Regions from separate parts of the Zea mays genome. Here region 2 is linked to region 1. Evidence: chromatin contacts called from public Hi-C data. All regions are on one chromosome and are shown on one strand. Each heading gives the region's core, a stretch centred on a gene start, on an enhancer-like site or on the middle of the called end of the contact. The rest is flanking DNA. Distances are from core to core; before and after follow the strand shown.

The links. A called contact is a pair of places that touch in the nucleus more often than the background predicts.
Region 2: a Hi-C map of tassel shows a contact between it and region 1, with 2.9 times the contacts expected there. The contact joins the promoter of LOC101027165 here to the promoter of LOC103633484 in region 1. A contact is called at or near these places in 3 of 25 Hi-C or Micro-C datasets (leaf and tassel).

What each region holds. Positions count from the first base shown.
Region 1 is chr7:177,978,546-177,982,342 of Zm-B73-REFERENCE-NAM-5.0, reverse strand. It overlaps LOC103633484 (DExH-box ATP-dependent RNA helicase DExH12), which reads left to right and starts at 1,998. Exons shown (of 5, transcript XM_008655178.3): 1 at 1,998-2,220; 2 at 2,365-3,098; 3 at 3,204-3,797. The coding sequence starts at 2,370.
Region 2 is chr7:178,215,129-178,218,925 of Zm-B73-REFERENCE-NAM-5.0, reverse strand. It overlaps LOC101027165 (zinc finger CCHC domain-containing protein 10), which reads left to right and starts at 2,133. Exons shown (of 2, transcript NM_001279712.1): 1 at 2,133-2,274.

The DNA of each region.
Region 1 (3,797 bases), core at 749-3,248:
GGCCTCATCTACCAAGGGATGCGATCTCACCTCGCCCGAGCTCGGCCTCGGGCGGGAACAGTAGTCCCGAACGGATTCACGCCTCGCCCGAGGGCCTCCTCAGGCAGTGGGCGCACCCTCGGCTCGCCCGAAGTCTAGCTCGGGCAAGCTTTGTCGTGCAGCGACCTTGGCCAAATCGCCTTACCAACCGACCGTATCGCATGCGCATTTAATGCGGGGATCGCCTGACACCTTATCCTGACACACGCACCTCAGTCGGCAAGGTCGAAGTGACCACAGTCACTTCGCCCCTTTACTGATCGTTCTGACAGGGAAACAACACTATCCACCCCGTTCCGACTACTGTGCCAACCACCAGGGTAAAACTGAGTCACGATCTCCCCCGAGTTCAGCCTCGGGCGCAACAGGGAGCTCCGCCTCGCCCGACCTCAGGCCTCGGCCTCAGCCTCGGCCTCAGGAGAAGGTCTCCGCCTTGCCCGACTCCAGGCCTCAGCCTCAGCCTCGGCCTCGGGAGGAGTCACATCCTCGCCCGACCTCGGCGTCGGCCTCAGGAGAAGTCTCCGCCTCGCCCGACCTCGGCCTCGGAGTCGACTACGCTACAGGGGATACATCATTACCCTATTGCTAGCTAGCCACCCCTTGCTACGAAGGAACAAGACCAGAGTCACATCAAACTACTCCGATAGCAGGTAATGATGGTTCCCCGCATGCGTCCATGACGTCGATGGTTCTCAGCTCCCTACGGAAGCAAGGAAACGTCAACAGGATCCATGCCGCACCGCCAGCTGCGCTTCTACAGGGCTCAAGCACTTCTCCGACGGCCACGTTAGCACATACACAGGGCTCAAGCACTTCTCCACCGGCCACGTTAGCACATAGCTACACCCCCATTGTACAGCTGGGCCATCTCCTTGTATCTATAAAAGGGGATGTCCAGGGCCTTCCTAAGGGGAGAAGAGAGGGAAAGAAGACGGAGAAAGGCAGGCAGAGTGGGAGAAACGCGGAGGAGGCTAACTCAGGCAGCTCACCTCAGGGCCAGACCCACTCTCTCTCTCTCTCGTGACGCTTGTAACCCCTACTACGAGCACCCCGGTGCAAGATAATATAAGCCTCATCTTCCCTCTTGTGTTTCATCTTGCATCAACCCATCTGGGCAGAGACACGCAGCGACAAATTCAATAGTCGGTTGAGGGTCCTCGCGGGTCCAAAACGCCGACAGCATGCTTTTTGTTATTGCCACCACTAAGTCGTTCTAACGCTCAACCATGTCGTTTTGTCGAGGGTTGTATGGTGCGATGAGTTGACGTTGCACCCCTTCATCGGTGCAATATTACATGAACTTGATGGAGGTGCTCTCCTCCATGATTAGTGTGCAACGCATTGAGCTTTCTCTCGGTTTCACCTTCCACCCATGCATGAATGTGTTTGATGGTTGTTGTTGCATGATCCTTTGAAAGCATCAAAGGTATGATATGACATATATGGACCATTTGATGCATTGCTAGTCTTGATTTTAGGCACATGAACAATCTTATCATTATAAGCATTATGCCTAACATGAGATGCTCTACCATGTGAAATATGAGCATGAGAAGCAATATGCCTAACATGTGAAGTTATAGCATATGAAGCATGAGCATGAGAAAAATGAACATTATAAGCAATTGGAGCCTTGTCCTTTTCCTTCGCAAAGTTGGGAAACTCATGCCATTTATTTTAATCTTGGTATTTTCTTTGCCTTCCCTTTGGAAGACAACACCATCCTTAATTCACGGGTGCCTACCATTCAAATAAGCACCCCCAACATAATTTAGCTTTTCATCCTCAATTTCTTGTTTGACAATTTTAGCTTGTTCTTCAATTTCGAATATTTTTAAAGACAAAAAAGAAAAAAAAAACATGGCAACCCGTGTTAAATTAACGAAAAAGTGGAGGCCTGTTGTCTAAGGTTAGGGCTCAACATTTAATGGGCCGGCCGAAATCCGAAAGTCAGCCGAGCCCACGTCGGTTCGTCGGTCTCCAACCGACCTCGTCTCGTCTCGTCAAGCATCATCTGCTTTCTGCGACTCTGCCGCGAAGCCCTCTTCGCTTTCTATTCATCAGACCATATCGAATCAAGTCAGATTCAGGGAGGGGAAGGCAAAACCCTAACCTCTCTCACTCCGCCGCCACCGGGGGAGCGCGAGGAGGACCCTTCATCGACCCGCCGCACGAACAAAGGTATATTTCTCTGAATCTCTGTTCTCGCCCCACACTGCCGCTCCTCTTCTGCTTCGATTTCCACTCCATATTAGAGAGGATGCTTAGGGTTTTCAGATTCGATAACTTGTCCTGCTGATTCCGATCCGCCTTCCTCCGCCGCAGCTCCCATGGCCAACCTCGGCGGTGGCGCCGAGGCGCACGCGCGATTCAAGCAGTACGAGTATCGCGCCAACTCCAGCCTCGTCCTCACCACAGACTCCCGCCCGCGCGACACCCACGAGCCCACCGGAGAGCCCGAGACGCTCTGGGGCAGGATCGACCCCAGGTCCTTCGGCGACCGCGCCGTCCAGAACAGGCCGCCCGAGCTCGAGGAGAAGCTCTCCAAGTCGCGCACCAAAAAGTCTAAGCGCGACGCTGCTGCCGCGCTCGACTCCGCCGACCTCCCCCGTCGCGACGCCAAGCGCAGGCGCCGCGCTGCTTCCGCCCAGGAGGTCTCCGTCCTCTCCCTCACCGACGACGCCGTGTACAAGCCCCAGACCAAGGAGACGCGTGCCGCCTATGAGGCCTTGCTCAGCCTCATCCAACAGCAGCTTGGCGGCCAGCCCCTCGATGTCCTTGCTGGGGCAGCTGATGAGGTGCTCGCTACACTCAAGAATGACAAGGTCAAGAACCCTGATAAGAAGAAGGACATTGAGCAGCTGCTCAACCCTATCTCCAGCCAGCTCTTTGATCAGCTTGTCTCCATTGGCAAGCTCATCACCGACTTCCATGATGCGGCAGCTGGTGATGCTTCCGGTGCGCCTTCCGCCGACGCTGTGGACACCACTCTGGATGATGATGTTGGTGTTGCTGTTGAGTTTGAAGAAGACGAAGACGAGGAGAGTGATTTTGATCAGGTATACACGTTAATTCATATGTTTAACTGATCTTGGCATCTTGCCATCCTACTACTTGTCTTGATTACTTGCTTACCACTGTATGTTTGTGTTTGGGCGTACCAGGTGCAAGACGAGCTGGATGAGGATGAGGAAGATGACATGGCTGAGTTGAATGGTCCTGGAGGTATGCAGATGGGTGGTGAGTTAGACGACGATGACATGCAGAACGCCAATCAGGGGCTGACCGTCAATGTTCAGGACATCGATGCTTACTGGCTCCAGAGGAAGATATCCCAGGCATACGGGGATGGGGACATTGATGCTCAACAGAGCCAGAAGCTTGCTGAGGATATCTTGAAGATCATTGCCGAGGGTGACGACAGAGACGTCGAGAATCGCCTTGTCATGCTCTTGGACTATGAGAAGTTTGATCTCATTAAGTTGTTGCTGCGCAACCGTCTCAAGATTGTTTGGTGCACCCGCTTAGCCAGGGCCGAAGATCAGGAACAGAGGAAGAATATAGAGGAAGAGATGGCAAGTGACCCAAGTTTGGCTCCGATATTGGAGCAGCTACATGCAACCAGAGCATCCGCAAAGGAGAGGCAGAAGAACCTGGAGAAAAGCATCAGGGATGAGGCCAAGAGGCTCCTCAACAATGATGCTGCTGCTGCTGGTGCTGATGGTGCCAGGGACCACAGGGCAGCCGAGTGGGACATG
Region 2 (3,797 bases), core at 884-3,383, 240 kb before region 1:
GATGTCCCATTTGGACCACTAGGTCCTGACATGCTCCCGACATTTGTCAATTGGAGTACCTATGGAGCTGTGACACCAATACAAGATCAGGGAGACTGTGGTAAGCATGCAATGTGACTACCTATTAGCAATTCGCTACTGTAACTTATATGCATAATTGCTGAGCGCACACTATTAGACCTGAGCTTGTAATTTGTTCTTTAGGTTCGTGCTGGGCATTTGGTGTCACCGGTCTCATAGAGGCAGCTCACTTCATACGAAACAAGGAGTTAATAAAACTTTCTGAGCAACACCTGATAGATGGAAACAACCTAGGAAATTTGGATGCAAACATGGATCATGCTCCGAGGCCCTAGACTACATTATGAGAAACGGTGGAATTATCAATGCAGAAAGTTAGCCATACAAGGAAGCCCAAGGGCCTGTCCGGTCTATCACGGTACATAATTCAACCTCCCCACTACACTTGTTTCCACATCAAAATATCAACCCCTACTTCATAAAGGTATGTATAATTCACATCATTGCATATATCTTCACCCACACAATTTGAGCATACAATGAGTTCAAAAGAACAGGTCCGTGAACCTTTATCAAACCTAAAGAATCTATGATAAATAACTGAACCATAATCGCACAAGAACAGTAAGATCAATGAAGACCGTTGGTAGGCATGTGAAATACCTATAGGACGCAGTGGCGGAGGATTTACAGCAGCGGTCGGCTCGACGACACTGTCAACGGCGGCGCCGATTAGGGTTGAGTTCGCGCGGAGACTGTTGACAACGCCGATTAGTGTTGAGTTCGCGCGGAGACAAATGCAGGCGATTCACACTGCCAGAGTGGGGAAGGAGATTAGTAGGTTGCATTGAAAAGCATAAAATTAAAAAATAAACTCGAGCACCTTGGAATCCGGACGACATAGCGACCGCGGACGTGAGCCAATGTGACGCGGGGCGCGCAAGATTGACAACGGCAGCGGCTCGACGATGCTGTCAACGGCGGCGGCGATTAATGTTGAGGGCGTGCGGCGGTGGAGGACGGCGAAACGGACTGGCGGCGGCGGATGAACAAGAATCGCCCAGGCGACCGCTGAAGAAACGCGGCGAGTCGGCCAGGATGGTTGACCGCGCGGGGGTTAGGGTATAGAAGTGTTTGACCGCGTGGGAAGTGGGGTAGTGGGCCCATTCCTTTATTTCTGGAACGTGGGTCGGCTGGAGTAGTTATGCTAAATCACTATTATGTATAAATGGAAGAATGGAATAGCGTAAACATGTAGGGCTCGCGGTTGTTACTCTGTTTACGCTAAAATGGGTTTCCGTTTACGATAAATCTGTTCGCTTGCGTAAAAAGTGATCGGACGTGGGCTGGGGCTCTCTACAGTTATATAGAGCCCAGGGCTCTTAATAGATAAACTATATATATATATATATATATATATATATATACACACACACACACGAGATATCTTGACTAAAAGTGGAAAACAAAAAAGATACAAAAACACCAATACCATTTATCCCATTTTCATCTATCAAAAAACGAAAAAACAAAAATGATTGGGATATGTATAATATAATTTTGAACGAATCAATATAAAAATTAGCGTCGACCATTTTCCCTGTTTACAGTGGCATGACACTAGTTTCCATTAATACCCTATTTAGATGTCGATATTTGAGCATAAAATTGAGAATTGAAACCATATTTCTAAAATTCTGTTGTTTGGTTGCACACAAAATTAAGATTTGGAATCAGAGACTCAATTCCATTGAATGGAAATATTACTAGAAACTCTATCTCGTAATACAGAGTGTCACCCTTCTGTATTGCGTAGAATTAGACGGCACGTCTTCAAACTTAAATTCAATGACATTCAAACAATAGAATTAAAATTACATCTCATTTTAATATCATGATTAGTTTAGTATTGAACACAAATCAATTCTATGCCCTTTGATATCGACATTGAGCATAAACGGAAATGAACGATTTTTCCTTAAAAATTAAAGCAAAAGGATAAAGAGCCCAAGACCGATGCGGCCCAACTGAATGTCCGCTCGCAGCCCAGCCCAACCGGTCAATCAGGCTCGTCCTCGATCTCCTCCAGAGTCCAGAGTCCAGAACCCAAAGTCCAGACTGACCTCTCAAATCAAATCGGCACCGGGCGGCCTCCTCCCTCCCTCCCGACCCCGACCCCGACCCCGACCCCGACTGCCAAACCCTAATACACGGCGGTGACCTTGCGGCCTCCGTTCCGCTGCGCTCCGTCTGGTAAGTCGGCTCGCTCCACCTCTCCTGCCCCGCTCCGACTCGCTATCTTATCAGATTCCATGCCTGCAGCGTCCGTCGACTAATTCAATGGCATTGGGGTGGGGGTCTTGGGGATTCGTCGTTCTGTTGGATACCCTAAGGTTGCGTAGTGCACCTGCGTATGCTCCTCCTCGCGCATAGACCCAGGTCCCTGCCTCCCTGTACGCACGCGTGTGGTCGCCCGCCTTCTCCCATATCAGCGCCGCCGCCGCGGCGCACCTCCTCCTAGGGACCACCGACGCGCCAGTCCGAGAAGGGATTGGCTATTTGCCATTGGAAAGGATGTGCTTCGCAAAATAGCCATCAACCCCACATTCCATAGACTCCGCCGGACCCTTGGCAATTTGCCATTAGCCCATTACAAATAACGAGCTTCTCAAAATTGTCATCAGGTCCACATTTCATAGGCTTAGACAGACCCATAATGTAACACCTCGTCCAATCCTGGACAGGTGGTAATTACTCCTGTTAGCTCTTTAGGATCATATATTGTCCTCACAGACCAATACAAGTCTTTTGTACACACTTTGTCCCCACTCATGCGCACCCGAGAAAACTTCTTGGTCGGTCACCCATCACAAATTGCTCAAGCACGCTTAACTTAGAGGTTTTTTCGAGCTAGGCTTCCGAAAAATAAGATGCACCTTATCGGTATAGATACTCAATTAATTATATTAAGCCTTGGGCCAGGATATCACCATCACAGTGGTCAGGATATTACAATCCACCCCCTTAGAAGACCGACGTCCTCGTCGGTCAATCCTAATTTAGGAACCTCCCCTCTTAGCCACGTCTGTGTGTCTAGTGTCGTCATATTATGTGACCACTCTGGGCCAACATACGCCATGTGCCATATACCCGAACACCTAACACACACACGCCTGTGAAACCGCGAGGGTCGGCTCTGATACCACCTGCAACACCCCGTCCAATCCCTGGACCGGTGGTACTTACTCCTGGCAGCTCTCTAGGATCATATATTGTCCCCACAGACCAACACGAGTCTTTTGCATGCGCACCCGAGAAAACTTTCCGGTCGGTCACCATTCCAAATTGCTCCAAGCCAAGCACGCTTAACTTGAAGGTTCTTTCGAGATAGACTTCCGAAAAAGAAGATGCACCTTGTTGGTATGAATACTCTATTAATTCTATTAAGCATTGAGAGAGGATATCATCATCCCAGGGGCTAGGATATCACACATAATTCATAGACTTATCGTCCCTTCGACGGGATTATGGTGCTCATGTCACCAAGTTAGAGCCACTGTACGCTTCACCATGTGTCCTTTATGTAGCTCATCGAGCCTCCCTGCCTCTGCCTTCTCACCCCCGAGGCTGTGGCTAATTTCTCGTCAGATCTATCACTAGGGAGCACTGGAATGTTGATTCTCTATCAGTAGAATTAGTAATATTCGCCTTTTGTTTCGTGCAAAGTGTACTACTTGTTTACAGCTCTTGGTTCTCGCCAACCAGACTTAGTGCTT